7 separate regions of the Mus musculus genome follow, and all the other regions are linked to region 1. Evidence: chromatin contacts called from public Hi-C and HiChIP or PLAC-seq data. All regions are on one chromosome and are shown on one strand. Each heading gives the region's core, a stretch centred on a gene start, on an enhancer-like site or on the middle of the called end of the contact. The rest is flanking DNA. Distances are from core to core; before and after follow the strand shown.

The links. Hi-C and Micro-C count contacts between places; a contact is called where the count stands out from the background. HiChIP or PLAC-seq counts read pairs in DNA pulled down with a chosen protein or histone mark.
Region 2: a contact with region 1 is called in an H3K27ac HiChIP or PLAC-seq map of the NIH/3T3 cell line, with 8 times the contacts expected there. The contact joins two enhancer-like sites. A contact is called at or near these places in 2 of 115 datasets of contacts at active chromatin or transcription factors (the NIH/3T3 cell line and large pre-B cells) and 2 of 9 other capture datasets (embryonic stem cells and embryonic tail).
Region 3: a contact with region 1 is called in an H3K4me3 HiChIP or PLAC-seq map of embryonic basal ganglia, with 6 times the contacts expected there. The contact joins the promoter of Taco1 here to the enhancer-like site in region 1. A contact is called at or near these places in 3 of 39 promoter capture datasets (cranial neural crest, embryonic stem cells and frontonasal cranial neural crest), 2 of 115 datasets of contacts at active chromatin or transcription factors (bone marrow-derived macrophages and embryonic basal ganglia) and 1 of 9 other capture datasets (embryonic stem cells).
Region 4: a contact with region 1 is called in an H3K4me3 HiChIP or PLAC-seq map of bone marrow-derived macrophages, with 6 times the contacts expected there. The contact joins the promoter of Dcaf7 here to the enhancer-like site in region 1. A contact is called at or near these places in 3 of 39 promoter capture datasets (cranial neural crest, embryonic stem cells and stem cell-derived epiblast-like cells), 2 of 484 Hi-C or Micro-C datasets (bone marrow-derived macrophages and brain), 14 of 115 datasets of contacts at active chromatin or transcription factors (astrocytes, bone marrow-derived macrophages, embryonic basal ganglia and 9 more) and 1 of 9 other capture datasets (embryonic stem cells).
Region 5: a contact with region 1 is called in a Hi-C map of bone marrow-derived macrophages, with 17 read pairs. The contact joins the promoter of Kcnh6 here to the enhancer-like site in region 1. A contact is called at or near these places in 3 of 39 promoter capture datasets (embryonic stem cells and liver), 2 of 484 Hi-C or Micro-C datasets (the G1E-ER4 cell line and bone marrow-derived macrophages), 4 of 115 datasets of contacts at active chromatin or transcription factors (bone marrow-derived macrophages, embryonic basal ganglia, embryonic hindbrain and 1 more) and 1 of 9 other capture datasets (macrophages).
Region 6: a Hi-C map of bone marrow-derived macrophages shows a contact between it and region 1, with 15 read pairs. The contact joins two enhancer-like sites. A contact is called at or near these places in 2 of 39 promoter capture datasets (cranial neural crest and embryonic stem cells), 1 of 484 Hi-C or Micro-C datasets (bone marrow-derived macrophages), 1 of 115 datasets of contacts at active chromatin or transcription factors (bone marrow-derived macrophages) and 3 of 9 other capture datasets (adipose tissue, liver and macrophages).
Region 7: a contact with region 1 is called in a Hi-C map of bone marrow-derived macrophages, with 16 read pairs. The contact joins the promoter of Cyb561 here to the enhancer-like site in region 1. A contact is called at or near these places in 1 of 39 promoter capture datasets (cranial neural crest), 1 of 484 Hi-C or Micro-C datasets (bone marrow-derived macrophages) and 10 of 115 datasets of contacts at active chromatin or transcription factors (T-cell acute lymphoblastic leukemia, bone marrow-derived macrophages, embryonic basal ganglia and 7 more).

The regions. Positions count from the first base shown.
Region 1 is chr11:105,309,954-105,314,326 of GRCm38.p6, reverse strand. The region is part of intron 1 of Mrc2 (mannose receptor, C type 2); the gene reads right to left. Among named protein-coding and RNA genes, the nearest start is that of Mrc2, 19 kb to the right of the region's middle. Within about 2 kb of position 2,531, at least 119 of the 459 cell types and tissues checked have an H3K27ac peak or open chromatin away from gene starts, as enhancers often do. A contact at or near this core is called in the NIH/3T3 cell line, bone marrow-derived macrophages and brain, where this site is marked.
Region 2 is chr11:106,133,252-106,137,624 of GRCm38.p6, reverse strand. The region is part of intron 6 of Map3k3 (mitogen-activated protein kinase kinase kinase 3); the gene reads right to left. Among named protein-coding and RNA genes, the nearest start is that of Gm10840, 24 kb to the left of the region's middle. Within about 2 kb of position 2,239, at least 242 of the 459 cell types and tissues checked have an H3K27ac peak or open chromatin away from gene starts, as enhancers often do. A contact at or near this core is called in the NIH/3T3 cell line, where this site is marked.
Region 3 is chr11:106,064,057-106,068,429 of GRCm38.p6, reverse strand. It overlaps Taco1 (translational activator of mitochondrially encoded cytochrome c oxidase I), which reads right to left and starts at 2,339. Exons shown (of 5, transcript NM_027346.2): 1 at 1,912-2,339. The coding sequence starts at 2,182. Taco1os (a long non-coding RNA gene) reads left to right here and starts at 2,389. Exons shown (of 3, transcript XR_003949781.1): 1 at 2,389-2,548; 2 at 3,134-4,285.
Region 4 is chr11:106,034,935-106,039,307 of GRCm38.p6, reverse strand. Dcaf7 (DDB1 and CUL4 associated factor 7) reads right to left here and starts at 2,436. Exons shown (of 7, transcript NM_027946.3): 1 at 2,047-2,436. The coding sequence starts at 2,184. It overlaps Kcnh6 (potassium voltage-gated channel, subfamily H (eag-related), member 6), which reads right to left. Exons shown (of 13, transcript NM_001037712.2): 13 at 3,714-4,373.
Region 5 is chr11:106,006,382-106,010,754 of GRCm38.p6, reverse strand. It overlaps Kcnh6 (potassium voltage-gated channel, subfamily H (eag-related), member 6), which reads right to left and starts at 2,607. Exons shown (of 13, transcript NM_001037712.2): 1 at 2,477-2,607; 2 at 1,542-1,772. The coding sequence starts at 2,552. It overlaps Ace3 (angiotensin I converting enzyme (peptidyl-dipeptidase A) 3), which reads right to left. Exons shown (of 15, transcript NM_001101453.3): 15 at 3,205-3,805. All of the region lies in intron 2 of Gm35971 (a long non-coding RNA gene), which reads left to right.
Region 6 is chr11:105,988,276-105,992,648 of GRCm38.p6, reverse strand. Ace (angiotensin I converting enzyme (peptidyl-dipeptidase A) 1) reads right to left here. Exons shown (of 25, transcript NM_207624.6): 24 at 4,033-4,220; 25 at 2,685-3,847. The coding sequence ends at 3,615. Among named protein-coding and RNA genes, the nearest start is that of Ace3, 4.2 kb to the left of the region's middle. Within about 2 kb of position 2,133, at least 14 of the 459 cell types and tissues checked have an H3K27ac peak or open chromatin away from gene starts, as enhancers often do. A contact at or near this core is called in bone marrow-derived macrophages, where this site is marked.
Region 7 is chr11:105,942,758-105,947,130 of GRCm38.p6, reverse strand. Cyb561 (cytochrome b-561) reads left to right here and starts at 2,644. Exons shown (of 6, transcript NM_007805.5): 1 at 2,644-3,020.

The sequences.
Region 1 (4,373 bases), core at 1,282-3,781:
TGCTCCTGTTTTTCTGGTAACTGCAGGGATCTATGGGACCAGAGCCCACTTCAGCACTTTCCTCCTCAGGATGCTGAGGCCCCACGATCCCTTTGCCTTTGCTAGGCCTGTTCCTTGGGTCTGCAGTGCCATGGCGATCCGTTTGGAGGAGGCTGGACCCTGCCTTGCATTCTCCTGACCACCCTTCTGGCTGCTCCCCCCATCTGCCAGCCCTCTCACCCCATGCTGATGACAACCCTGTCCTTTCCTAGGTACTGCAGGGGGATTAAATGTGGATGAGATGACAGGGCCTCTGCCCTTGAGCTGTTTACAGAGAAGCCGAAGAGATGAACATCCTGAAGCAATCCCTGCAAGAGTTACAAGCCACACATCAACACGTGCAAACCAGTCAGCCCAAATTCAGGCTGCATGGTTGGAAGGAAGGTGTTGGATGGAAAGAGGCTTTCCAGGTCACCAGAGTATAGCAGGAATCTCTCTGGTACTGCCAAAGCGGTGGTCCACCCTTTCCATGTCTCAGATGTCCGGGCTATCACCATGGAAACTTATTCCCATGCACAGACAGAGAGTGGGTTTTAAAGCAATGTGGCAAGGCGGGTTTTATTTCTCCACAGAAACCTCCTCGCTGCCCCTGAAGCTTACCAGACTCCTCCAGAGCAGACCGGGCCAGAGGTGGGAGCCCTTAGCTAACCGGCTGCTCTCTAGGACAAGCTGAAGACATTGCTGCTGAAGGAAGCGGTTGAGGAGCTAATTTGAGCCCGGTGCCTGACATGCAGCAGCAGACTCAGGAAATCGCTGTTGAACGAAAGGCATGTGCTACGAAATCCTGAAGGCTCGCTGGAGCAGAGGCGAGGACAGGAGGGTGTTCCAGGCTGGGGAACCGCAGGCCCAAAGGCCAGACACTGGAATCTGAAACTGGGGCCCCGGCCACCATCTGGCTTAGCTCTTGGAGAGCTGGTGACTCTAGGGGGTGGGGGGGGGGGGAGATCTGACCTAAAGATTGCAGTGTGGCCTTCAGTCCTTCAGCATCCCTCTTATTAGTCCCCTCCCCAGGTCACATAGAGGGAGAGGTGAGGCTGTCATTCCAGGGAGAGCCAGAGCCTGGCTCAGGGGCTGCCAGCCAAGAGAAGCAGCTGTTTTTAATTGGCCTTAAGGTCAAGCCTGGAAATGTCCTTGAGTCAGCAGAAGCTGCCAGCTCCACTTTGCTAAGGGGTCAGCCCTGGAGACCCAGCAGTTCACCCTACATTCCCTCTGCTAGACTGTGCCCATATAGTTGTAGACACAGGGACTCTGGGCAAGGGGGTGGAGCCATCCCTCCCCTCGAGACACACAGTCCTACCCCACTTCACCCTACCAAAAACCTGAGGTGGGTTTCCCTCTCTCCTCTCCTTCCTCCTGCTCAGCAGCTATCAGTTCCTGCCTGTCCAAACTGTGGGCCACCCATTGCTTCAAGTGCTTTTGCCTAACCCTTTGCCCGCAGCACAGGCTGCTCTGCCCTTTGCTGTGCAGTCGCCACGGGATGGATTCCTCTCTCCTTCTTTTCCAGACATGTCCTTCCTTCTGGTTTAACATGTGGGCTGACAAGTGTGTTATCCGATGCCTGACGGGAATGAGTGTAGGCGTGAGATTCTCGTCTCCCTGTTAAATGCAAGAGACCTTGCTGGAGACTGTGGGAAGCCTAGATCTGTGCGCTTTCCGGTGGATCTGAAGTCCTGGCCCAGGAAAAGGGTCTTGGTGGGGCTTGAACCCTGGGGTTTTCTGGGAACACAAACCTTCACCACCCTGGCTCTCTCCCTGGCTTGTTGGGACGACTGGATCTTAGCCAGGCGTCGTGGCAGATGTCTGCAGTCTCAGCACTCAGCAGGCTTGAGGCAAGATGACTGGTACTTAAGAGGCCAGCTGGGGCCACAGAGTAAGACCCTGTTCTAAAACATACACAAAGGCTGGATCAGTGGTTAAGAGCACTCATTGCTCTTCCATAGGATCAGAATTCACTTGCCAGTGACCATGTAAGGCAGCCTGTAACTCCAGAGCCACAGGATCTGATAGATACTCTCTTCTGATCTCCTAGGGTACCTGCATACACTCGCGGGCACACGTGTACACACACACACACACACACACACACACACACAATTTTATTAAAACAAACAAACAAACAAACACACAAACGAACACCTCTAAAAGGCAAACACAAACAAAACGGGGGGGAGGGGGGGAGGCTGGAGATCATTCGGCCCACCCTGATGGCTTTTGTCTTCTCATGACCAAGCATCACCAATGCCTTTTCAGCCTGTCCCTTCCCAGGCTTCATCTTCCATGACAAAGCCTAGAGCCACCTAGAGTCCACAAAAGCAGAGACTCTCTTTGCTACTCTCAGGATCAGCTCCTTCACTAAAGACCCAGACCCGCATCCCCGACCATCCCAGGAGCCTACCACACCCGCGAGGGCCTGGCTCAGGTCCCTGCCCGGGGCGCCCTGAGATCTGTGCCCAGCTCACCCGGCCCTCTCCCCAGAGGCCATCTGCGAGCCCCCAGCCAAAACAAACAGCCCATCAGCCACTTCCTTCCCGATGAGGGCACTTGCACAACCACGGATACTGTGACGATGACGGCAGGAAATGATTTTCTAGGCCAGCACAGTCCAACCCCACTGCCCCGGGCCAAAATTGGAATTCAGACCCGGACACGCGTGGGTGAAATACATCCACGCCAAAGCGCTGCCCTCGGCAACCTTGAGAGGATCTGCCCCCAACAACCGCCAGTACTCTATGAAGGCAGGTCTCCAAGGCTCCTGGGAGCCATCAGTGTGTGGGAGGGAACTATGAGCGTATTATTTCAGAGAATCACTTATTTCTGAGTCCCGGCCTCTATACCAGGTTAGACACCCACATAACTGCTGGGGATGAATGGCTGAGTGAACGTATTTGGAGACATCCACACACATTTCAGAAAAGCATCATTCCTTTAAATTTAATTTTGACTTCGGGGGTGGGGGGGGGCAGCAAGGACTGAAATACTAGAAATATCATTTTTGCTCTTACAGGGACGGTGTTTGGAGGCTCTCACTTGCCATACCGTGGTAAGCTTTCCTAAAATACAGACTCTAACAAAACTAGGCTGACTCAAAGCCCCGTAATAGTATCCCTTACTGAGGAGTGGAAAAATCATTGTAGAAACGTTGAAGCACAAGCATAGAGTCAGAAAATAAAATTAATATGAGACTTTTTTTAACGTAATAAAAACCAAGGCTTGTTCTATGAAAAAAAAATATTAGGAATGTGAGAAGCCTCCTCCTGCTTCCCATAACACCAACGGGAATAAAGTTCTCTTTTGGGCCAACCCGAGGGTTTCAGTGGCCATGGAATTCTAAATAAACATTTTAGGGGAGGGGGGGGGTTCTGGAGAGATGGCTCAGTGGTTAAGAGCAATTGCTGCCGGGACTGGTGATACAGGCCTTTAATCCTAGCACTTAGGAGTTTGAACCCAGCCTGGTCTACAAAACAAGTTCTAGGACAGCCAGGGCTACACAGAGAAACCCTGTCTCAAAAGACCAAAAAACAAGTCCTACTTTTTTGCAGAGGGCTTGGGTTCTGTTCCTAGCACCTATGTCAGGTGACTCACAAGCCCCTGTAACTCTCACTCTTGTGGCCTCTGTGGGTACTCACATAAACATGAACATACAAGCACACAGGCACACACCCCACACACACTCACACCAATAGCATTTTTTTTAAAAGAGAAATTTAGATACACATACTGAGTCCAAAGAAATATCTAATTATACTGAAACATAATGACGTGTTACTGAGAGATTAAGGTTTGAGATATTATTAACATTCCATTCAATTTCTGGGTTAAGAGTATCTCAAGTATTACCACTTGAACGCGACGGCAGAATTTCACAGCTGCCTGCACAGACCTCCATTGGCTGTTTGGCCCATGAGGGCTTGTGCTGTCCCTGGCCTCTCAGAGTCCTTGCTCAGAAACTTCTGGTGAATGTCTGTTGGATGTGAACTGGGAGCTTAGAATGCATTTCACCATCACCCGCTGGCAATCGAAGTGGCACACAGCAAGGTTAAGTCCTGGTCCAATCCAAACACGGGACTCTTGGCCTTTAGAATTTGTGTGTGTGTGTGTATGTGTGTGTGTGTGTGTGTGTGTATGCAGGTGCCCAAACTGGCCAGAGGTTTAAGATACTCCTATAGCTAGAATCATAGTCAGGTGCAAGCTGCCTGAGAAATGAACTCTAACCCTCTGTAAGAACCTGCTCTTAACTGCTAAGCCATCTCTCCAGTCCTGAATCCTGGCCGTTCGGTTTCCAACACAGGGTTTCTCTGTGTAGCCCTGAACTCACTTTGTAAACCTGGCTGGCT
Region 2 (4,373 bases), core at 990-3,489, 820 kb before region 1:
GATGTTCTGTGGAAACATCTTGAGAACAAAACAATCTTTAGACAGTTCAAGAAAAATACTAACAAGGTCAATGAGATGGCTCAACAGGCAAAGGTGCTGGGAAAACGATGGGTTTTTTGCTGTTGTTCTGTTTTGAGACAGGGTTTCACGATATAATTCTAAGAGAACAAGTTTAGTAGCTAGAGGTGTGGGGAAGAACTTGACTCATTCTACTCTGGAAGGTGTGCCTAGCCATCCCAACTTCACTCTTTTCTAACAGAAACCAGTTTCAGAAGGAAAATTTAGGATACGTACTGTTTTAATTTTGTACATAGCTCACTCAGCCTGCACTCCAGGCAGGACAGATAGACGGCAGGACAGATAGACGGCAGGTCCATCTATACTGTAAGGACTGCTGAAGAGTCTGGCTGAGATGCTTTTAAAACCCAGAGAAAATATATTGAGCATAAACAAATGGACCTCAACAAAACTTTCTGAGTCAGGGAGGCTAAGGAGGAGCAACAGAAGGAAGAAAAATACTGGGAAAAAAGTGCAATAGGCAACTGCTGGGAAAACGATGGGTTTTTGCTGTTGTTCTGTTTTGAGACAGGGTTTCACTATATAATTCTGGCTGGCCTGAAAGACCAGGGTGGCCTTGAACTCAGAGATAAACCTGCTCCTGTCTCTTGAGCCCTAGGATTAAAGGCATCCTACCACCATGCCTAGGGAAAAACAGCTTTTGTTTTTCGTTTGCTTTTGATAGGGCCATATACTGTAGGCCAGAATTGAACACGTCCTCTTGCTTCCATCTCCTGAGTGCTGGGATGACAGGAGTCTCACATTCAGTGATTAAAGGACAGCTTCTAAAGAGATTAAATGATTCTCAGGTTCAAGAGACTGCGTTCTTCCTTCTTCCACACGAAGTCAGTTGCTCCACAACATGGCTCTTTTGGTTTTACTGAAGATATTTGATGAATTACCACCGAGAACACTTCCATTGATTCTTGGAGGCATCTGTTGGGGCTCAGGAGTCACCCCACAAACCACACAAAGACCAATCTCAGTCAGACAGGAATAGATTATTAAACATACACACCAAGAAATTCTACAACCATGAGCTTCACTTAGGGCCCGTCATAAAGTTCATATGAACGGTTTTGTCTAAAATAGCTTGAGTCCGGGCTGACCAGCAGGGAGCACTTCCTGCACCCGTGTATGAGCTCACTGTGGATTTTGCAGTGTTAGCCTTTATAAGCTGGCCCTAAGAAATGTTAGAGGTAGTAGCTTTCAGCTTCTGAGGTCTAAGCTATATCCCCTAGAGTGTATATTCAATAAACTATCCTTGCAACTCCAGAAGCCCAATAGCATCAACCCAAGGACATAGAGGGCTGACATAAAGCTATAATATTGTATTGAAAATAGGCAAAGAATTTTGTGTACTTCCTGTCTCAACCACTCCATCACAGAGTGAAAGCTACCAGTTCTGAAGTAAGTCAGTACCTGAGCCATGGTATTGAAATGATCTCAGCAGCCTGCAGGAGACAATTTATCTAGGTATTTTAAAGCTCTATAGAAACTAAAGCTGCTCTGAGTATAAATTTAGGGATATTCTGCCGTGAACTCAACTCACAGAGCAATAAAATCAGCTAAGATGCCAGGCAGTGATGGCGCACACCTTTAATCCCTGCACTCAGGAGGCAGAGGCAGGTGGATCTCTGTCAGTTCAAGGTCAGCCTGGTCTACAGAGTGAGTTCCAGGACAGGCAAGACTAAAGAAATGCTAAGATGACTCCTGCCTCCTGTGTGTCTGCTTCTTTCACTTTCACTAGTTCCATAATCCAGAATTCTATATTAAATCTCTTCTTTCTGAAAGAAATTACAATGGTTCTTTTCTAGCATTTGAACCCAAGATGCTCTAGAATAAGAAGAGACTATAATTTTACCTAGAACAAAACTTAAAAGTCTCTTATAAGTGATTAATTAGAAAAACAAAAAACCCTCTTTCTTGTTGGTGATATTTGATATTGATATTAGTAGTAGTAGGGGATTGATTCCCCCTGGCTTTGGCAGTTGGGATCAATCTAGTATACAAGGCCACTGCCGCAGACCCTGGAGGGCCTGGGGTGGGGGTGGGGTAAGAGCAAAGGTTTTCTGAGCTTTTATTTCCAGCCAGAGACTTTCACTTTTTCCAATCCACACTGTGGCCTACAAAAAACCAGCCTTGCTATCTGATGGGCGACATGCCAGGGGCTATTGTGCACAGGCCCACTGCCTGGAGCAGGAAAGGGAAGTCTCCCCAGACCAGTGACTATCAGAGGAAGCAAATGGAAACAGCAGGAGGCAGCATGACTGCTCCAGGGTATTTTCAGTTTTGTTTTTATCTTCATTTCAAAAACTGAGTCAATGAGAGGCACATCAACCGTTGAGAACAAGTGAGAGACGGACAGGCCATGATGCTGCTGAGCATATTTACTAGCAATGCCCAGGAGAGCTCCAGAAGGTGCAGAGCTCTACTATCAAAGCACAACTGACTCCACAGTCTTTGAGGGCACGCTGGTGGGAGGGATGGCAAGGGATGGGAGGGGGACTCCCAGGGGACAGCCTTTACTGATACTCCAGGCTGGCTGTGCTGCTCTAGCCACATCAAGAGGCCCAGGCAGCATCGCCGAAGCCTATCTGAAGAGCTTCCTCTGAAGGCATTCTAAATGGAAAGAGAAGTCCAGGGTTTAAGCATGAGCTGTTACAATTCGTCCCAGATTATGTCACTCTGCTAGTTTCTTTAACCCAGAGAAGCCGAGCAGAAACTGTTTGTATTCTGACTGAGGCTGAAATGCAGCCTCTCACTCTCCTCAGAGAACCCTCATCAGGAAGCTGATGCAATCAGGAAGCTGCCTCCACAGGGAGTTCTAGGGCTTTGGGTCAGTGTTAATGTGCAGGTCACTGCAAGTACAAAGAGATATTCTAAATCCTTTTCTCTTTTAGGGGACAGATGAGATAGGACAGTAATCTAATCTTTTTTCTTCTTCTTCAATAGAAAACTGGAAGCAACATTTCTTGAACTGCTAACATGGGGGATAAGGCTGTACAAAAATACTTCTCAACCTTTCTATCCCACAGACACTAGCAGCAACCTATGTTTCAGTTTTTAAGCAGGTATTATCATCATACACTTTATAATCTTACGTAGTATCACAGAATTTACTGTGAGGAGAAAAGAACCTCTGGAGTGAAGGAAGGAGACCATTTTATTTTCTCAATGTGTAATAGCAGAAACCACCTCAACCATCATGGTTTCTTGTCCCGGGACTGGAAGTTTATACTATGCAGTGTTTTGACTTTCTGCTACCAGCTATTGCTATAATAAGATTCCAGCTTTTCCCTTTTTCCCTTCATCTGAACTCACCCTCTACTTGGAGGTAGATATTTTTCTCCTTTTCACGGCATTACTGTCCTAGATTCCACAAAGCACCTCCTGCTGAAGTTCACATATCTGTGGTCTATTTGTCTTCCCTCTCTTTAGAAGCTTATTCCTCTCATTTGCTGAGATCTCTAAAATATTCTGATCATATATATGGTATACTGTATATGTGTATGATGATAGAGGCTGTGTGTGTGTGTGTGTGTATATATATATATATATATATATATGTATGTATAATACCACCCCACCCCACCCCTTAAGCCACTAGCTTTCACCAAACACCTTCAAAAGATCAATTGCCTCCACTGATCTTCAGGGTTGCAGTCTGGCCTGCTGACCATGGGATTAAAGTGGAAAAGCAAGAAAGGTATAGCTCAGGTAGAGCGCTGATAAGTATGGCTAGAGTCTTGAGTTCAACCCCCTGTACTGGGGGTGGGAGGGAAGACGGTGTAACAGAGGCAAAGGCTCTTAAGATACACTAGGACAAAGGGATTAGAATGTACCTTCTATAAATACATTAGTTGTGATTTGACTATGTAGTTTCAGGGCACCACCCAGCAAATTATGGAGGAACAGTGCTTGAATTTCCATAGGCAAAGATATAAAGGATAGACTCATATAGGGAAATTCCATCTGTCTCTCTAATGATCTCTTCACAAGGCTATTCATTCTTTGAGGTAAATTCATGATCACGGATTTTTGTTGGTTTTGAGACAGTATCCTCGCACTGTAGCTTTTGACTAGAACTAATTACAATACTACGTTAATGTCCTGAATGCTGGGAATATATAGGCATGATTCACTGTACCTGCCTGGGTTTTTATTGCTGTTGTTGTTGTTGTTATTGTTTTTAGCACAAACTAATTTAACAGATTATCTGGCTTGAAAATGATGGAATTCAATGTGTATTTGTTATGATAGAAAAAAAGGTTAACAGTAGCAATTTCAAATATTTCAAGAGCTGTCATATAAAA
Region 3 (4,373 bases), core at 1,090-3,589, 750 kb before region 1:
GTGATTCTATTGGAATAAGGAGAACTATTTTAGGGAAGAAGTTTCTTTATTGGTGGGTACAGGCGATGGAATTCAAGGCCTCATCCATGCTGAACACTGGGCTTTATGCCTGGGCTAGAAACCCAACCTGGATAAGAAGTTCCTAATTCAGTCTGTCTTGAGGGATAGTTATCATGTTGCAGGGTTTCAGCAAACTCCATTTCTGTCAGCTGAAACAGTTGAGTGTTAAGATACTTGCTCTTACTGTCTGAGTTAATGCACTCCCTGAAGTGCTCACATAGGACTGGGCTCAGCCTCTGTTCAGCCTCTGGGGGAGGGGGACTATACAGGATGTTCTCTGTAGTATCCCCTCCTGGGTCAAAAATAATGTTGGTTAAATCAAAACTTCCTTAGAAAAGGAAGCAAAGAGAAGCATCAGACACAAGTTGTAGGGATAAATTAACATTAGCTTATTGCCTTTTGCATGCCGCAAGCCACCTCAAAGTGGGTATTGTCCTTGCTTTACAGAAAATTAAAATTCAGTAGTTAAGCCACGGGTTGAAGGGCATTGAATCAACCTAGCCAATACATCGTTCACATCTTCCTAACTCCAGGTCCACACTTTTCATAGGATTTTCCCCCCTCTACTTCTACCAGCCTGACACCGAAGTGAGAATCACTGAAGCGACGCATGGTTCCAAAACTGACTTTCCAAGGAAATGTCTTAGGAGCTCTGATGAGGGAAAAGGAAGCGAGAAATGGCTTGTCTCAGCATGCCTGTCCCAACCTTCAGTGGTAGTAGAAGCAGCTGCAGAGCGCATGGTTAGTCCCTTCAAGAAAGGCACTTTCTTTCTCTTTCTTCCTTACAAGACCTGCTCATGTGCTTGCATGCATGATGCATGCAGTGCCTGAGGAGGCCAGAAGAGAACATTGGGTACCTTGGAACTGAAGTTTAAGGTAGTTGTTAGATGTCACATGGGTGCTGGGAAACAAACCCAGGTCCTCTGCAAGAGCAGCAAGTGCTTTTAACCGCCCAGCCATCTCTCCAAGCCCTGACTTGACTCTTTATGCTTTATTTTTTCCTTTTCCCTCTTCCAGTCATTTTATTTGATAAATATCTTTAACTTTTTAAATCGATTCTTTGTGAATTTCGCATCATGCACCCCAATCTCACACTGATCCTGTCATCCCTCCAGATCCATCCTCTCCACGCTTGCAGTCTCCCTCCCCTAAACAAAACCAAACCAAACCCATCCCTGATGTAGAAGCAGAAGCTGCGGTGTTGTGGAGTGTCACACTGGATATTCTTTTGTCCAAACAGCTTCACTTGCAAATGTCCATTGCCATGAATTATTGGTCTGGTTCGAGGCCTCCGGCTTCTGCCACACTTTCTTTTTTTGTTTTTTGTTTTTGTTTGTTTGTTTTTTGTTTTTTGTTTTTCGAGACAGGGTTTCTCTGTGTAGCCCTGGCTGTCCTGGAACTCACTTTGTAGACCAGGCTGGCCTCGAACTCAGAAATCCGCCTGCCTCTGCCTCCTGAGTGCTGGGATTAAAGGCATGCGCCACCTCGCCCGGCAAAATAAAACAAAGGTTCGGGAGCGGAAAAAGACCGGAACGACACGGGAACCCGCGACCGGCACCGACAGAACCAACTCGCGGAAATCGGGCAAGCCGGCCGCGCTGCCACACTTTCTTAAGGCGTATTTCTATGAAGTACCTTCTAACTATACCCTTAGATGAAGTCATTTTTATCTAAGGGCGGGTCTCTGAAGGTCTTTGAAAAGGAAAACAGGTATATCCAGTGTAAGTAAGTGCTTTGAGGGTTATGAGTAGGACAATTATGACAACTGGGGGTTGGGGGGACGGTCCTAAATGAAGCCTTAGGCACCTAAAGAGCTTCAGTGACCAGCAGTGAGGACTACCAGGTTCTCACCTTTAACCGCCAGGCGGATACTGAGAGTGAGTTTAGAGAAGATTCGACTCCTTTCCATGTCCTTGGGGCCCTTGATGTGCCGGACTTTAGACCACTTATTGTGTCCCGCCGAGGCCGTCGCGCTGACATGCAGCGTCCTGTGTGGCGCTGCACCACAGCCGGGGTTTGCATGCTGGGAGGCGCCCCAAGGACCCACGCGGAACCCGAGGCATCGCACACGAAAGCACGGGACAGCGGTCATTCTCAGGCTGGCGGCAGCCCAAGACATCATCTGCTTCGACAAGGGGCTGCGCGGTGCAAAGATGAGCAGCTAAAATCAGCCCGTCTAGTCCGGCCCCGGAACAACCCGGTCTGGACGTTCAGACCGCTGCTACAGCTCTCCAGAAACTCAGAGGTTCGGCTCTTCCTGACGCTGCACTGCCTTGAGTGACCGCGAAGGAGCCGGGCGCGGGGACCCTAAATGGTGCAGTACACTTCCTTTGCCCGGTCCGCCGCAAAAAGACGTTCCCGGATTCTGCAAAGTTGGTTCCGCTGCCTCGCGGTACTCGTTCCAACCCCGCCCCTGCCAGGAGTGACGCAACCCTTCTTTGCTCCCGGTTGCTTGGAAACGACAGATCACCTTCCCGGAGAGATTCAGGTGACTGACTTTCCTTCCTAACTGAGCAAGTCCAGAATAAGAATTGTTTGGTTGAAAAAGAAATATGTAGTTCAGTCGGTTCATTTTACAGATAAAGAAACCGCCGCCAAGGTTGCCTGTTTAAAAAAAGGAAGCAATAAACAAAAAAGTACTAAATGCTGGGCGTGGCAGGCCATGTCTGTGATTCCAGCACTTAAGAGGCGAAGGAAACCTTAGGACTTTGTCTCAAAAAAAAAAAAAAAGCAAAAACTTTAATTAAAACAAACAACGACAAAAAAAAAAAAAAAAAACAACCAAACAAAATAAGCCACTACCCCACCAGCCGACGAGAAGCGATTTGCCCAGTCATTTAAAACTTTCTGATTTAGATTTCATTTCTGTAAACAAGGATGGCATTGCCTGTTTTGCCAACCCATACTGGACAAAAGATCGGGCCAGCCTTTGAGTCAAACTGCTATCTTCGTTTTCCATCTGTTGTTTTAAAATTAGTTTAAGTATTTTTAATATATGTGTATGGTTGTTTTGACTGCATGTATGTCTGTGCGCTACATGTGTGCCTGGTGTTCTCAGATATTTATTTTACAGATAAAGAAACCGCCGCCAAGGTTGACATCAAGATAGCCTGGAACTGATGGTTGTGAGCTGTCACATGGAGAATCGAAATTGAACCTGGGTCCTCTGGAAGGGCAACCAATATCCTTAACTGCTGAGCTATTTCTCCAGCCCCTTCCACCATCGGTTCTCTTGGCAGAGAAAACAAGAGAAAAAGGACACTATGGAAAAATAAAGAAAAAATAATGTAGCAGCTGCTTGAAACTCTTTAAGAGCTCTCTAGGGGGGGGGTGAATTAAGTCTCAAGAGCGTAACACATTTAAAAAAGCAGGTCAGTGTGAAGGCAGTTTGAAGTCTTGCTCTCTAAAGTTAGGCTGGATGAATTCAAAGTGTGTTTCTGCCATTTAGTAGTGCAACCTTGGGCAAGTTCTTTACTTTCTGTTTCCTTCTACAATGGCCTTGAATAAGCAGGATGAGGGGAAGGGCACGGACACAGATTTTATATTATTTTTTAAAAGATTTATTTTATTATTATACATAAGTACACTGTAGCTGTCTTCAGACACACCAGAAGGCATCAGATCTCATTACTGATGGTTGTGAGCCACCATGTGGTTGCTGGGATATGAACTCAGGACCTTTGGAAGAGCAGTCAGTGCTCCTACCCACTGAGCCATCTCTCCAGACCCCAGATTTTATATTCTTAGTGGATATGTCCAAAATTAATCTACTTACCTTTCATTCTCATGTATGTCTATGGGAGGGCATTATGTTAGCTGTTAGATTATCCTTGTGTTTCCTTCCTAGTTCCAGAATAGCAGCTGGCAGCCACCAAGCACAACCTGAGTTCTTTTTTTTTTTTTTAAGATTTATTTATTATGTGTAAGTACACTGTAGCTGTCTTCAAACACTCCAGAAGAGGGCATCAGATCCCATTACAGACGGTTGTGAGCCACTATGTGGGTGCTGGAAATTGAACTCAGGACCTCTGGAAGAGCAGTCAGTGCTCTTAACTGCTGAGCCATCTCTCCAGCCCGTGTTTTGTATTTTGAGACAGGGTTTCTTTGTGGAGCCCTGGCTGTCCTGGAACTGACTGTGCAGAGCATACTGGCTTCCGACTCAGAGATTCATACACCTCTGCCTGCTGAGTGCCAAGACTAAAAGCCCACGCCACTGCTACCGGGAGTGAGTACGAATTCTTTGCCTCTTTTGTTTCTCTTGAGTCTCCTTCATTATGAAGGACATCCTTCATTCTTCTGGTGAAATCATTCTT
Region 4 (4,373 bases), core at 1,187-3,686, 730 kb before region 1:
GGAACCTGCTGAGATTTCAGGCACGTCACCATTCTTGGCCTACTTTTCCTCATTTTTATTTTTTGAAAGATTGGTTTTTAAATTGTTGTTTATGCATAGAAGGTGTCTGACCACCTTGTGGACATCTTTTAAATTCTCATTCTCTCTTCTTTATGCATGTATGTGTACTTCATGCATGCCTGTTGGCTCCCCTGGAACTGGAATTGGGACACCATGCGGGTGGTAGGAATTACCCCTGGTTCTCTCTAGACCCCACCTGATAATCATAACCACGTTCTCCCCAGCCTGTGTGGCTGTGCATGAGCTGCCTCTGCGCCTCAGTTCAGATGAGGTAGGGAGTCAGATAATTTAGTTAGAAAACTTTTTTATTCTTGTGCTGGGGATGGAACCCAGGGTCTCATGCATGGCTGATTTTGGTTATATCAGCAGCTATGGGAAAGTGATTAATGACTCCAAGTGTTGGTTGATTTGAATAACACAGACGTGTTTATCCCACACTCAAACACGTCCACTGTGGTGTTCCACATGAACACTGTGTGTCCTAAAGTGGAATAAATTTTCTTTCTTCAAGGAGCTTATGATAACAAACAAAGGAGATATGGCACTTTTATTTTAGAAAAACAAAACCCACAAGGTAGTGGGACACAGTGGCATATGTTGGTGATCCCTGCATTTGGGAGGTGGAGGCAGGTGGGCCACATGAGACTGTCTCAAAAAATAATAACCTCATAAGACACTATGCACACCAGGACCCTGAAGCCCAGCTCCAGTTTTACTGCCACTGTGGGGGTAAAAAAAGCCACTAGAGAGGAGACAAGAAATAGGGCTCTTCACTAGGAAAGGGCGGCTCGGTACACACTCCCTGGGACTGTAAACTGCTGGTGTATGTGTGACGTCTAGACAATCAAAGGCCATCCTTTTCACCCTTTTCTCAAAGAAGATGCCAAAAAATGGTGACCCTTTCCCAGAGAAACACATGTGCTCCCGAAATACCATAAACAAACCTAAAATGCTCAAATGTTTTCACCTGACCCTTCACATATAAAACAGAAGCCCTCTCCTAGATCACTGTGGGTCAAAAATAATAAAATCTGGTTTGTTCAATGCCTTATAGCTAAATCCTAGACCACCTACTTCTTCCACTGCTCCCACCATCTTGTCATTTGTCTCCAGTCTGATGTTCATAAGAGTAAGGCAGAGTACTGGCTATAAATACCACTGGCCAAAGCTTTCAGTATCTCTGATTACTGTCATTCATTTTTTTTTTTTTAACTCAAATTACAACAAAAGAATGAAGGTAAGAGATTAGGGAAAGAAAATTCTTCTCAATACTTTCAAACCTATACCCTGCATATAAAAATTCTCTCCTTCTGCCAGTGTTTTGATGAAGTGATGATGTCCAGCAATGCTGCAAATGAATGTGTAAAGAACCACGAAAAGAACAGGTCAAACGTCATCTTTCTCTATTCAGAAATAATGGCGGGATAATGCCACAGACTAAGGTTTCCAAGGATAGGCTGTTTGGGGGAGGGTGAACATCAAGGAGCAAAACCAATGACCAATGACAACCTAGCATTAGGGCTCTGTATCCATGAGAAACACCTGAGATGGGGAAGATCTTGCAATAAATAGCCCTAACAGAAATCTCGCGTGGCCAGGAATGCACGACCACCAATCCAAGCGCCGCATCTTCCTCCACTGCCTCTCTCCCGCCCCCCACCTAGCAACAGAAGCACTGCGACAGGAGTGGGGGAAATGAGAGGGACGGAGGACATAGCTTTGGGGGTGTGACTCCGATCTGAAACCTGCTACTACCATCGAAAATCTTATCTGCCTCAGGCATGTCACAACACCGTGCCTCGGTTTCCCCCGGCTGTCAAAACTAAATAAGAGGCAACGAGTGTGACAACCTCAGCGACAGGACCACAGAGGACCCACCCCCTTGTTGTGGTCAAGGCGAGTTTGCAGGAGAGTTGTGGGGACCGGGGCTGCCGCCCACCTCGAGCGTTCCCCGCCGGCTACACGCTGAGCCCCGGCACAACTCACCTTGTTGTTGTACTCTTCCACGAAGCTGCCCAGCGCCAGGCGAAAGCGCTTGTCCGGCCGCACGCTCCAGTTCATGGCGTACACAGTCCAGGGCGCTTCATATTTGTAGATCTCCTTCCGTTTGCCGTGCAGGGACATGGTGGCGGCTGGGCCGCAGAGCCGGCCAGAGAGGCAGCGGGCTGGGGCACAAGACAGGCGGGGACCCGGGCTTGGGTCCGCGGGTCCGAGGGGAGGCGGGGCCGGGGCGGTCAAGAACGGCCTAGCCCTCCAGCGGGTCCTCGGCTACACACACTCACACTCGGCCGGGCCCGACCACCAGTTTCAAACCAGCTCGGGCAGCGCTACCACCTTCCGTTTGGGATGCCGGCCCGCCCTCTCGGAACGGAAGCCACGCGACCCCGCAGCGGCGACGAGCGTTGGCTGCCGGGTACGTCCTTTCCAAACTGTTCCTTCTTTTCATTGGTCGACACAGTTGTAGCGCCCGCGCCCTCCTTACTATTGGTGAAAATGTTTGTCATTCTGCTCATTAGCCCCGCCCAGCTCCTGGAGGCGGGCTCTTTTGAAGTCCCAAAGATCATTGGCTACCCAAGATGTCAGTCAAGGGGATAACGGCGCAGTGCGGGTGAATGGGGGCGTGGGTGGCATGGGGGCAAGTGTGCCCCTCTACTGATCCAAATTCTAGGCCAAGAGTAAAGCCTGCTATTTCTCCTCTGCTGCTGCTGTTCTGATCACCTCTCTCCACTGACAGTAACTGTCAAACCTACCTTCATGGAGGACCACCTGCGTTTATTACATCTCCCTATGTCCGGCGGTCCCTCAGTCTTTGCCAAACGGGAACTCTCTCCAGCTCCAATGCCCACCTTTTAACTGTTCTCTTTCAGGCATGATAGAAACGTCCAGGGACAGGCTAGATTGATTAAGGCTTTCCTGCGCTTTCCTACAGACACTAAAGAGACTCCTGAATTCTGGGATCGATTTGCAAATGACCTGGCTATTAGTCACTTACCTTCTTCCTCTGGGATGTTCAGAAGCCAAATGGTAATCCAACTTTAAATGCTTATATGCCATGAGTTTGAAATGCAGAAAAACCTGGATCTAGGTACACCAATATAAATGTAAATTCTTTCAACGATATTGAAAGGGGTTGTATTGAATTGTTAGGCAGTACTTTAAAACACGTTAATTTTACGTGTATTTGTATGTGCCCGAGTATAAGTAAGTGTACTACATGTGAACAGTTGCCCACGGAGGTCAGAAGAGGCATTCAATCCCCTGGAACTGGAGTTAGTTACAGATGGGAATCCAACCCAGGTCTGCTGCAAGAGCATCCAGTGCCCATAGGGCTATCCTACCTCTCCAGTCTGTAAAATACAATTTTTAATGGATACAAACACTTGGAAGCCTTGAGGGACAATAGTATACACTTATCAACCATCTTTTAGTAATGGCCACCTGTATGAACAAGTCTACTGGGCACTTTTATTTTTACATAGAGCCTAGGCATGGTGTTACACACCTCTAATCCAGCTCTTGGGAGGTAGAGTCAGGAGAACCAGAAAGTCACTCTTATCCTGGGCTACAGAGCCAATTAGAGGCAGCCTGGGCTAGTTGAGAATCTGTTTCAAAATAATAAAAGTTAAAAGAAAATTAACTGGATACCTAGGTGTGTATTTTATTGAAACGTTTTATTTCTGTGCATATCAGGAAATTTGGTCCATAGTTTTCTATTGGTTACATCATTTCTGATTTTTCAGTGGGTTAATAATGGTCTTGTAGTACAATCTTAGCGGAGGTCTATCTATCTATTTTACGGAACAGGTCTTTTTTGTTTTGTTTTGTTTTTTCGAGACAGGGTTTCTCTGTATAGCCCTGGCTGTCCTGGAACTCACTTTGTAGACCAGGCTGGCCTTGAACTCAGAAATCCGCCTGTCTCTGCCTCCTGAGTGCTGGGATTAAAGGCATGCGCCACCACGCCCAACAGAAAAGTTAACTTTAACGTTTTAGCTTGTATAAACACTTGCGAATGTGTGCTCATAAACTCACTAACAGACTCTGGGGCATCAAATAGAAATTGCAAAAGGAAGGAAAAATGGGCTGAGGAGGACAGATTAGAATTATCTGACAAGCAACGATGTTTTAACAGGTCTCTCAAGCGAGGCAGTGTGGGTTGAAACCGTGTTCTCCTTTTTCTAGTGTGTTGAGTTTAACTTTTTATTGAAATGTCATTTACATATGGGAGCACACATGTTTTTCTAACCGGAACACATCACCAGAGCAGAAAGCAAATACTGACGTGCCCAGAAGGCCTGCTCACACTCTGGTAAGTG
Region 5 (4,373 bases), core at 1,358-3,857, 700 kb before region 1:
TGGGACCCTTCTCACTCCCCTGACTGTCACCTCTTCCTTGCAATGATGTGAAGAGGTGAAGTCGCAGCTTTTAAAAATATTCTGACTTTGTTAACCCTGTGAGTACAGCCAACCTAAGCTGGATGCTTTCCAGGTCTCCTGTTCTTTGCCTCTATCACAGCACCTCCCACCTACAACTCACTTGGCTAGTAGCAGAAAGGGATAGCCAGGGGTGTGGCCAAGATCTGTGTTGAGAAGCCCTCAGAATTCTGTAAACACACACACAAGCACACACATGCATACACACACAGTCACACATATATACACATATGCATGCATATACATATGCATACACACATGCACATGCATGTACATACATGTGTACACACATATCCATGTATACACGCATGCATACACATGTGCATACACACACACATATGAACACACATATGCACGCAGTCATGTCCCGTGCACACACCAAGCCTCTGGAAGTTAGGTTCTTAGCACCCCTTGACTTCAATCTAGAGGTGCCTGCCCTGTTTGTACTCTCTGATGGTTCCCAGGGGACAACTTCTCTCTTCTGGGTGTTTCTTCCCCCAAATTCCTGCTTCCAAGCATGGAGAGAGTTGAGGTCCTTTCTTTCTTGGGATTACTCTGAACAAAAAACATCTCTGAGAGAGAGTTCCAGTTGCGCCCTGGCAATGGGATCTTGGAGAAGGGCCTTCCACACCCGTGAAATGGAGGGAGTTATCTAAGCCAATGGCTTTTAACATTGGCAGCAAATCAGAACCACTGGGGATTTTTTTTCCAGATACACCTGCCTGGCTTCACCCTGCACCTTCTGAGTCAGCCTCTCTCTAGGGAAGGTGTGTTTTGCAAAGCACGCCCCAGGTAATTCTGATGCAGAACCGGTTTGGGGGAGATGCTGGTGATTTCCAAGAGACTCGGTTTCTGACTATAGTTCCACACCCTCATCCACTGAGGGAGACTTGAAGGATGCTGAGCTTTTGGCCCCCAGCCCTTAGCTTATGTTTCTGTTGTGCTTTCCAAGGGCTCGGGCAGAACTTAAAAACACAAAGTCCATCTAGGTAAGCCACCTGGTGACAGCAAACCCAAGGCTACCTTCCCAAACCACTGGACCTAAGTGAGCCAGATTCACTCTTCCTTTCAGCCAGCAGCCCCCATGCACTGCCTAGCCAGAGAGACCTTGGGGGGCTGACTCCTCCCTTAATCCCCAGAGCAGATGAGGGAAGGTTAATTTCCATCCTTGACAGCTGGGGCTGGCAGTGACAGAGTAGGTAGCTGGGAGGTGGGGGAGGGAAAGTGGAGCAAGAGGCTGTTCTATACCAGTACCAATAGCTGGCTCAGCCCAATCTCAAGTCCCTTAGAAGACATAACATGCAATTCTCATTGCTTCTCTCTAATACTAAGGAAACCAAGGCCCAGAGTGGGGATAGAAGTGGTCCAGGCTCTTTGGCTCTTAGGTCAGACCCTTCCCCCAGGGCACTCCATGATAGACAAGAAAGGTAGCCTACAGGACCCTTGGCCCAACTGAGTCTCACCATCCTTGCGATAGTAGAGGATGTCCACCTTGCACTCTTCAGCCCCAAGCAGGGCCTGCGCCAGGCGGGACACAGCACTGCTCGGAGTGTTCGGGCCAGTGAGGAAGTCACAGGTACAGGGTCGCTGCATCACCTCCACACGGGAGTAGCCGAAGAGTTCGCAGAAGCCATCATTGCAGTAGATGATGGCACAGTTCTCCATCTGTGCATTGGCAATCAGGAACTTACGACCTGGGGTGGGAAGAAAAAGGTAGGAAGACCGTGGCAGCCAGGAGTGGGTAGTTGGGAGAGAAAGATTACAGGGACCGGTGGCAGCCAAGGAGGGGATTTATACACAGGAGCAGGCAGGGGCCAGAATGAGGGAGGTGGAGGACAGAGCAAGGGAGGGTGGAAGAACCAAGAGTCCTGGGGAAAGGTCATTCCTTCTGGGAGCACAGAGGGGCATGAAGGAGGCAGGGAGCAGAAAAGTAGGGGTGTGGGAACCAAGCTTGGGGGCTAGGGTCAGTAGAGTGGGAGGAAGACCCCAGAACTCCTGGAATAATAGTTGGGATCCAGACCAGAAAGCAGGACTGTGACCAGGGAGTCAGACCTGCTCTGTGGGTGAAAAGAAGGAAGTCAGGCAAACCTCTAGGAGAGGCATGAATGGTCTGGAGGGGTAAGTGGGCAGTGACTGAGAGGGCAGGCCAGGGTTTGTAACACCAAGAAAACTGCTGTGAGCAGGTAGAAGAGTGGCATTATGCCCAAGACACAGCACATATGGAGGAGGTGTTGGGGACATCAAAACGAAAGATTTTGTATTCAGAATCTACCCCCCCCCCCAGCCCCCAGCCCTGCCATTTCTTTTACCCCATCAGAAGTTAGTGAAGAGTTTGGCTGCTCCTGCCATCCAACCCGTACTGCAGAGAGTCCCCCACACCCCCAAACCTCACACTTACTCTGGCCCTCAAACTTGCGGATGATGGTGTCCAAGTAAGTGTTTTGGGGAGCAACGTGGCCCCTGCGGACTGGCATCTTTCTGTAACACCACTTGCTGGGAGTGACCGGTGCCCTGGCTTCTGGCGTCTCCGTCAGTCCTGGGGCTCAGCAGCGTCGGGCTGGGGTGGGCGCCGCCCCCGGGGAGGGCTATCGGGCCCCGCCCGTCCTCCAGCGTCTGCCCTCCCCGCCCTCTCTAGTCCTCCCGCTCCCACGGCTCAGCGCTCCTCCTCCTTCCACGAGGCTTGCGCCCGGGAGCTGTCCGCGTCGTGGTGCTGAAATAAGCCAAGGGACGTGACAGGCAGACGGGGTTGGGGTTGGGGTTGGGGGTCAGGACAAGAGCAAATTCTGATCCATAAGGGGCTCTGAATCCTAGAGAGAGGGGCAGGGGTCCTGAACCTGGGATACTCTGAAGAACTTCTGCTCATGTCCAAATAGACAGAGACCTCAGCATCTCTTTGGACCCCTTTTGATACTGAAGTAGTTTTCCAGGCAGAGGAGGGCAGAAGTTGTTAGGGGCTTCAGATAGTTTTTTGTTGAAGGCTGTCTTCAGGGATTTACCGCTGGGACTGACTGTGGCAATGGGGCACTTAGGCCCCTTGCCCACAAATGGCCGCCACCTATTAGCAAGTGACCACTGGTAAAAGTGTCTGTGTACTGATTAAAAATGAACACACTTAGAAAAAGCAAATTGGGGTGGGGTGAAGTTTATTGAAAAAAAGGGGGGTTTTCTGAGAGGAGAAAAGAAGGGCCACAGTTCATTAAGCACCTTGGTGGACTTGGAACTTTGCAGAGGGTCCCAAGACCAATTTTGAGCCACATTTTAGTAGCAAGCATTCAAAATGAAACATGCACCTTCGGAAAAGGCCCAAGGGTGGTGTCAATGCAGAGGGGCTGAACTGGCCAATGGAGGAGGTGAAAATGCAGGAGAAAAAAATGACAAGCAGCATCCAGTGCTAGTTTGAACATCCAGATTTAATTGATGGACAGCTACGTTTTTAAGAAGTCTGAGGTTCGGAAGGAAATTTGAAGGCCTTTGAAGCAAATATTCTGGCAGAAATATAAACTTTACAAAGTGGATGGGGGGGTGGAGGGGGTGGCCAAGGAGGCTCAGTGAGGTTTCCACTGAAGTCCAGGTGAGAGGCTTAGAGTCCTGGGCGGGATGTGTCCTTGCCACAATACCTGGTGGGGGACCTTGGCCACAGTGGTTGAGAGATGAGAGGGCTGCCAAGTGTGGTTTCCTGGGGGGGCAGAGATGTCTTGGCTGTCCCTGAATGTGGGGAGCAGGCTGGCTGTGGAAGAGAAGTGGGGACAGTATTTCCTATCCAGTCAGTAGCATGGGCTTACGCAGTAAGACATTCATTCATTTGCTTATTCATTCAAGCATTTTTCTGGTCTCCACATTACAAAGAGTAATCCCGACGCATGTTGAGCCTTATGGACCTAACATCTAGTAATGAGGACAAACAACGGCATTATAGCAATAAATACACCACGGGATAATTCAGAGGTATCAAACAATAGTGCTGTAGAATCTGATCCTGGAGTAGAAACTGTTTAGAACTAGGAAGAACATGGGGAAGAGATCTAGAGACCCGGGCAGAGAGAGGGGTCACGGAATCCCTTTCTGTTAGCCTGTCTCCTCAGCCTGTGACTTTAGTATTCAGATCTCTAAGAAAAGCTGGTCTCATGTTTGAGCTACCTGGTGCCTCTTCCCTGTGACTTCCGGTTATAACTTATTTCCCTTCAAGCCTTCCCTATTTCCTGTCAGGTACTGACTCCCAGGCTTCCCGGGAATCCTGGAGCTTCAGCTTCCACTTAGCTGTAAATATTGAGTATGGTATTCCTATGGTCAGAAGG
Region 6 (4,373 bases), core at 884-3,383, 680 kb before region 1:
CCAGCAAAAGCAAAAAACGCAGAGCTGATCTAGAAGACAAGAAAAGGGACTCCCAAGATAGTAGATGGGAAAAAAAACAAACAAACCAAAAACCAAAACAAAGAAGCACTGAGTGGCTGAGTAGAGCCTAGAGTCCTGTGGCCACAGGGGAGGCCAGTGCCTCTGCCACAAAGCGCTGGTACCTGGGTCCAGCAGCCCATCACCTCTTACAGTACAGATATGATACCTTTCGTAAAGCCTGAACTAAAAGGCTTAATTTCTTTTTCCTACCTTCTTCCTTCCCTGCCTCAACCCCTTCCTTTCTAGGCTGTGTCTCCTGGAGTCCAAGCTGGCTTGGACCTCTGAAGCTGAGGGTGATCTTGAACTCCCAATTCCTCTTCCTATCTCCCTAGTTCTGCAGGCACATGCCTTTACTTCTGGTTTCTGTTGTGCTGGGGATCACATCCACTCGCCTGACTGAGCTACATCCATAACACACGGCACAGCTCATAAAAGTGAATCTTCTCAAGTAGAAGGAAATCTAAAGCCAGGTGTGGCTACAGTAACCTGCCCCCGCAGAGGACGTCCCAGGCTCTGCCTTTAAGGGGACTTTCACGTTTAGTTTTGTTTTTGTTTTGTTTTGTTGTTTTTTTTTTTTTTCGAGACAGGGTTTCTCTGTGTAGCCCTGGCTGTCCTGGAACTCAATTCGAAGACCAGGCTGGCCTCGAACTCAAAAATCCACCTGCCTCTGCCTCTCACTGACTACATCTGCCTCTGCCTCCCAAAAGTGCTGGGATTAAAGGCGTGCACCATCACCATCCAGCTTCAGATGGAGACAAGCAGAGGGGCTTGCTTATAGACACAGGGAAAATAACGGAAGCTGGACTGAACCAAATGCTCTGGTTCAAGAGCCGGTGCCCGGTGACAGAGACAGTGATCAGAGCAGATGGCACTGAGGAAAGACGTTGTCCTCAGACCTCTCCCATGTGTGCTGTGGTGAGCCACCCCCAGTAATCAAATGCAATTTAAAACCAAATAAAACTCGTGGACTAGCCATGAAGAATGTGCGCTGTCAGGTGGCCAGGTGTGGTCTCTCACACCTGGAATTCCAGTACTGGGGACACTGAGGCAGGAGGACCACTACTCTCTCTTTCTCTGCAAACTTCCAGGTAGACTCCATCATCCTTTTCACCCATAGAAGCATGAAGCATGAACAAATGTAGTGTTTGAGAATGTTGAATATATATGTATGTATGTGTGTGTATATATATATACATAATATATATATATATATATATATATATATATATATATATATATATATATTACTATTCCCTAGGATCTGAGGTCAGCCTGGATCACATAGCAACACCTCTGTCTCATTAAATCCAAAACAACTGTAATGCTTCAAAAAACGGAGTGGGGGGGGGGTGAAGACTAAGATGACAACTCCATTGGAAAAGTGCTTGTGGTACAATCACAAGGACCTAGGTTCAAATCCCCAGCACCCTTGTAAAAGCTGGGCATGGCTGTGCACATCCAGGCTTAACAGCAGCCGTGACAGTTGGATCCCTGGGGCTAGTAGTCTAGTGGAATGGACAAGTTCCTGGTTCTGTGAGAAACTTTGTCTCAAAAAATAAAGTGGAGGATTGGCAAATGACTTGGTGAGTAAAGGTGTTGCCAAGCCGGGCAGCCCAAGTTTGGTCCCCAGGTCCCACACAATATAAGGAAGACTCCTGCCTGTCCTCCGACCTCCAGAAGTGCTTCAGGGTACCTGCATGTGCACATGCCCCAAACAACTGAAATAAGGGCTGGCAAGAGGGCACAGTGGGGTAAACTCTTGGTGTGCAAACCCGACAGCCTGAGTTCCAGCCACGGAACCATGCTAGGAGCAGAGAACAGACTTCTGTAAGTTGTCCTCTGACCTCTATACAGGGCGCTAGCGCGCGCGCACACACACACACACACACACACACACACACACACAGAGAGAGAGAGAGAGAGAGAGAGAGAGAGAGAGAGAGAGAGAGAGAGAGGGAGAGAGAGGGAGAGAGAGAGAGAGAGAATAAGAGTTTGCCACGGTAACCACATTGTGAAATCCTTTGCCCTCAGCCTGAAGTTTGGTCCTTTGGGTGAAGGCTGGTGACCTCACATTGCCCACAGCCCTGAGAGGCAGCCTGAAACTGTAGTTTATAAAAATAGAAAAGGAGGTTATGGGACAATGACCTTTGTCTTGCAAACAAATTGCAAAAGGGAAGGGGTGGGGGTGGGGGAACTAAAGTCTGTGGTTATATGCCTTGGAACAATCCAGAGGGTGTGTTTATAAGTTTCATTGTCTTGCTGAATTGTAAACTTCCACCCTCTTGTAAATCTAAAAGTCCTCAACTCCATATCCCTGTACATCACGTACAGAGAATGAGCAAGTGAGAGACAGAAACAGAGAAAGAGAGAGATAGAGACAATTTGGGGTGAGGGTCCTAACAGAGGTGAGACCCAGCGGGAAGGCAAGATTCTGCCCTAGAAATCTGACCATTTTCCATTTGGCCAAGAACTAGGATTAGCAATCAAATATTTTTTTGTAAAAATAGATGCATTTATGATAAAGGGGGGAAGATACATAGAATATAGTGGTACCTCATATCGTGTGTAGAGAAAAATAAATAAATATAAATAAATAAATAAAAGAAAAAGTCTGAACGATACCAAAACTTCAACAGTGCTTATATTTCTTAATGTTGCTACCATGGGCTTTTTATTCAGATTTTCCAAATTTACTACATAAATATGTAGATAAAAAGTTACTTCAAGTGACACCCCCTAAAATCCAAATAGGCCTTCCAAAGGATGGCTGAGGCTGAGGGGATGTGTTCCGGGATGAGGAGGTGGGCAGTAGCAGTGAACCCACTGTGTGGTCACGGATTAATGCTCTTTCCTGTGGGCAGAGCCTACGTGGCTCCGTCAGGGAACCCAGGCTGTCCACTTATATACTGGCCGCTTCAGCATGCTCAGTGAGGCACGCCCTTCCAGGGCCCTCACCCTGTAGCAGGGAAGGGCATCCAGAGCCTTCCTCCAAGACACCCAGCCACAGAGAGGTCACATGGGACAGGATGAGCCATCTATAGTGTATCCACACATAAAGGAGGCAGCCTACCTGCTTCCTTCCCCTCTGTTTCCTAGGCTCCTCCCTGGCAAGTTCATGGGTCTGCAAGACAGGAGCCACCTCACCTGGGCTGTTAGGAAGGCTGGTGGGAAAGGTTGTGGGGGATGGGGTCCAGAGGAATTGGGATTAGCTTCCTGCTTGGAGGAAGACTGCGAAGACAACCAGTAAAGGGTCGTGCTGGGACTGTCAGGAGACAGGCAAGCAGCCGGTCCTGTCCCTGGCTTCCCACAAGGGACACAGACTCAGGTGTGGGGGAGGACCTTTAATTGTATTCACAGAGACTGGGCAGGGAAGTCGGTGTTAGACACTGGGTATCCAGAGAATGGGGGCTGGGCCTGGGGGGTGGGGGTGGGGCAGAGTGGATGGGGACAGCAAAGGAGGAAGGCTCAGCTAGGGTATGTTCCACTCAAACACCATGTCCCCCATCCAGTTTCTTATGGGACACTCCTCTGCTGGCCTTGCCAGCAGGGTCACCTCAGGAGTGTCTGAGCTCCACCTCAGACCCAAACTGGGGCCCACGGTGGGGCCGGCGGAGGCTGTGATGGTTACGGATGTTGTAGAGCCGATGGGCGAGACCCACGGTGGCCACGAGCAGGGCGACGCCCAGGAAGAGCAGCACCCACTGGCCCACGCGGGCCTGCTGTGGCTCCAGGTACAGGCCCAGGAAATTGACGCGGTTGGACTCTGCGGTGGAGCCTTCTGCGCGAGCTGAGCGAGGAAGCAAGGAGACAGGGCGGTGGGCAGGGCGACGGGTGGGCTGGGGTCTTGCGTCCTGGCGTCCCTGTTCTTGCTCTGAGGTCAGACTGGAGACTGTCTGGACTGGGAATGGGGTTCAGCCCTATATGAGCTCTAGGAGCTGGGCCCGGGGGCTGGAGGCAGGGTGGGTGTAGTACCGGTGTTTGGCGCCCAGTTGTACTCCGGCCAGCCCAGTGTCTCTCCATGTCTCCTGTTCTCGGTGACGAGCCATTCTGTCAGTGGCTTGAAGTAATTCATCATGGCGGAGGCTGACATGTTAGGCTGGCCTGTGATCAGCTTCATGGCCTCTGGCCACGGCTTACTGTAGCCCAGCTTCATGGCATCCCTGGGGGGCGGGGGGGGGGGCACCGGAGAAAGGGAAACTGAGTAAGAAGGACCTGGATTCTTTTTACCTAATCAAACCCATTTTCTCCGCCTAAACATCCCTTTAGGATTGGGAAAGCCTGAGTAGGTCTGAGGCAGGGGTGGAGAGGGGAGG
Region 7 (4,373 bases), core at 1,395-3,894, 630 kb before region 1:
CTGATGGATTGGCCCAACAAGTTCAAGATGTGTTTACACAACAACTGTGGGCCAATCGGCAACCCTGTCTGTGTTCTGAACTGGCCAATCCTAACTTAGAGGAGGAACCCCAGCCCTGGAGAGGAGACTGGATTTTCTGGTTTCCAGAGTCTCTTCTCTGTTTGAAGCTCTTTTTCTCTGGGTGTTTGCTGTGTGTGCACGTGTTTCCACGGTCCCAATAAATCAAAAGAAAAAGCCTCAACCGCGGATGCTGACTGTCTGCTCCTGTTTTCGGAGTTCGAGATCTTCCCTGCCTTCTGGTTCTTTAACCGTCAGAGGAGCTGAACCTGATCAAGAGCCCTAGTTGGTAGATAACACCACCACTTCCTGCTCAAGGCTGGTTCCCCACAGGCCCTAGCCAGCGCGTGTCCTGCTCCTTCAGGGCCCAGCAGAGGAAAACCTCTGCCTGACGGCACACCTCGCCTGGTCTCCACATTTGAGTTCTGTAATTACAGTGTGCTGTTTGTCTAAGTCTTATTTTTCTCAGAATGGACCAACCTTGGGATCAACCATGGATGGGCAACAACTCAGTCTTTGATGTCCCGTGTCCCCTGCCCTTAGTGTTCCTGAGGTCTCAGGTGGCTGTCTTTACTGCTGGCTCTGGAAGCACTGTGGCTGGTGTCTTGCCTGGCTGCTGCTCTTGCCCCCATGGTGGGTTGTTCCAGTAGATGCTCTGATCCTTCCTGGGTCTCTGCTGTCTTGGTCACCTTCAGTGACCATGTATCTGGAAGATAAGCTTTTCTTCCATAGTGATTCATGGTTCTATTTTCAACTTGATCACAGTAACCATTATGTATATCCACAACCTGAAGGGACCTGAGGATGCTGCTGCCTCAGTCTCAGGGTGGTGGACACAGGACCTGCTTGCTGCTGCTGGTGGCCGTGGCTGCTGAGCTGAGAGCTCTCCAGGGGATATTGTAGGGCAGGGCCCAGTTTTTGGAACTGATATAAATTTGTTTGGCTCAGGCATGTGGATTCTTGTATCGCTTTTCACATTCCTCTGGACTCTAAGGACTCCAGAAACACTTGGGAGCTACACCTACACTAGGCTTCCCTGGTGAAATGAACAAAAAACTAAAAACTTACCTTCAAAGTAAAACCAGGCTGGGTGGTGGTAGCACACAACTTTAATTCCAGCACCCAGGAGGCAGAGGCAGGCAGGTCTCTGAATTTGAAGACAGCCTGGTCTACAGAGAGTGTGTTCCAGGACAGCCAGGGTTATACAGAGAAAAGTCAATACCTCTCACAGATGCACGTGTGTACACGTGTGCACGTACACACACACAAACACACACACACAAGACCTGGTTACATTTGAGAAACGCTTAGGATCTATTCATGCTAAATTTCTAAGATAGAAATGTAACTAGGAATCCTGGTTTTCCCCTCAGCTTTCTGCACTGGGTAGCCCTGGGGAGAAAGAATGTGCCAGGTGGGAGTGGGTCTGCCTTAGGTCTGGCGTCCTGGTTATGAGGACAAAATTTATTCTGCTCGGTGCCTTTTTTTGCTCCTTAAGGCCTTTCGCTCAGAGACCCCCTCCCTGCATCGTGAGTGTGTGTGAGTGTATGTGTGGTCGTCATAACTCTAGTCTTTCCCATACTGCCACACTGGCGGTCAGGAAATGCACTGTGAAGCAGTCAGCTTGGAGACTTGAAGGAATGAGGTAGGGGATGATCCAACAAAGGACTCTCCCAACAGGAGCCTCCCCGGGTCTTGGAAGGCACTTTAAGACCAACACTTAAACAAGATTCCATCCTGCCAAAATCGGTCCCTCCTTTTCCTCCCAGGAGCCCAAATATACCCAGCAAACAATGAGAAATGGCTCAGCGCCATGTTTAGTTTATAAGCATGTATTTATTGCCTGCACCACCAAGGAAGCTGTTGCTTACCTTAAAAAGCCCATTAGCTTCTGCCAGACGAAAAGTTACCATAAGGTAATTCCGGTTTTTGGTTCTCTCTCAACCGTACACTAGACAGCATACCCACCCTCTAAGAAGGAGCCCCCGCCCCAATTCTGGCTTCTACCAGTGGGCAGCTCCCAGCATGCTGAGGTGTTCCAGGGACTGCCTTCACAGTCATGCTTTGCCTCACAAGGTAAAATACCCCATTTCTCTCCTCCTCTCCGTGAGTCTGGCCAGGCATCCAACAGGAAAGAACCTTTTGTTCCCAGCTTGTAGGAAGTCTGAGCTAGGCTCTTATCTATTCGTAGCATTTCCTGGATAGCGGGCCAGGATCTGCTAAGCTCCCAGCCTTGGTCTTGGCAACAGTCTTAAGTACAGACCTTGGCATACACCAGGTCTAGGACTTAAATGAGAAGTTGGAAGGACACAATTTACCCTTAGATTGGTGTCTCTGTCTCTCTCTCTCTCTCTCTCTCTGTGTGTGTGTGTGTGTGTGTGTGTGTGTGTGTGTGTGTATCCTGGAGTGGAAAAAATGGGAGGCAAACTGTATCAACAACAGTGTCTATGTGGTCAATGTGGCTGGTGTGCAGATGCGGAAGGGCAGGGTTATTCCCAGCCTTCCAGTAAAGTGTAAAGTGCCATCTCCGCCCACGAGGGCTGGAAGAGGTGACCCTGGGTTCCCGGAGCTGAGCTTGGGCCCAGGCCAGGCCTGACACCTAGCGGCCTCCTGGGTTTGGGCGTGGAGAGTAGCGAGCGAGAAGCTAGAGACCGGGAACCCGGGCGCCGAACCCGCGCCGCTAACCTTCCCCGCACGCCGGTCCCGAGCCAGTCCGGAGCCAGTCCCGAAGCTGCTGGAGTTCGGGTCCTGAGTGCGGGTCGGTGTAGCCGAGGTGCCCTACCGAGTGCCGGCGCCTGGCGGGACTTCCGGCGCAGGTGACCGTCGCCTCCTCGCGCGCGCTACCGCTTCCCCGCCGCCGCCCCGTCTCCATGGCGACGCCGTCGCGCCGAGGCTCGTGGAACCTGCCGAGCGTCCGGGGCGCGGCGCGTGGACGCGCGCAGGCCTGGCGGCGGCGGGACAAGGTAGGCGACGGGGAGGTGGGGAGCCGAGTTCCGCGCGGAGGGGCGGAGGGGACTGTGGCCAGGTGAGGCAGGGCTTCGAGCCGCCCTTCCGCGCGCACCTGCCCGCACCGACCCGGCGCTGCCCGGCTTGTCCCCTGACGCGGGTGTTGTGCTGCTGGCACCCGGCAAGGCAGCCGGGGGAGCGCGGGCCGCGTCTGCCCGAGTTAGAATGGGGACTGCTGGTGACTTGAATTCAAGTCCAGGGGCCTGCGGCTGTACTGTAGAACAAAGTGGGTGGGAGTGGACCAATCTGCATTCGCCACGACTGAGCTCCCACTGTCCCCGCGGCCGGTCCCTGCGCTCAGGTGCGGGCCTGGTGGATCCTCTTTCTCTTCTTCCGCATCCCACCGTCCTCGGGCAGGATAACTAGTTCCTATCCTGGCAGAACGCCTGGCTTCGTGCTTTGGCCTTGGAAGTGACTCAGGGGCGGAACTTCTCGGAGAGAGGGATCTGCTGCCGCCTCTGACTCCTGGAGTGGTAGCCAGGCCACCTCCCCCTTTCCGGTCACTTCTCTTCTTACCCTTACCACCTTTCCACAGGCGCTGCAGCACCACAAGTCACAGACACTTTTGGTTGCCCTTCCTTTTTTTGTCTTGGCAATTTTCTTTAAGAAAAGCCCCATCTCCGATACCTGAGTTCTGTCCGCTTCTTAACAAAACAAAAAGCAAAGTGTTCTCACCTCCCTTAGATACCTTGATTGCTCCTCAGCACTTGGATCTGGGAGGAAAATACTGGACTGCTCCAACCCCACCCCTTGTAGGAGGAGCTCCTGGAACCAGAAGTAGAGTTGCACACAGATGCCCTGCCCTGCCATTGTCCCTGGGTAGGCAGAGCCCAGGTTTCTTGAACTTACAGACATCTGAATGCTGGGATTAAAGGCCATGCCAGGCCTTGCGTTCCATTTTCTAATCGCCTCACAATTAATTAGAGTACAAGTGGGAATATGAAATTTCAGACATTAAAATTACCACCTAGGTCACTTGTGGTGACAAGAGGCTGTGTTCCTAGAATGTGGGAGCCTGATGCAGGGAGACTGAACGTTTAAAGCCAGCAGACCTACAGAGGGAGATCTTGGTCTAACGCCCCCTCCCCCGCAACAAGAACTAAAGGCAGACTGTTTGACAGTCTTCCTCGCTCTAGAAGTTTGTACTCTATAGGGGGAATGAATGGGTTGGTGGTGGGGCAGGAGGGATCTGGTCATCTTCATGGGTCCGTTGACGTCACTATGACGTTTAGGAGATGTTATTTTTGTTCAACTGCTGTTTGCTTAGGTCCTAGCTAGGTGGCAGGCACTGTGCTAAGCACTTGTGCATA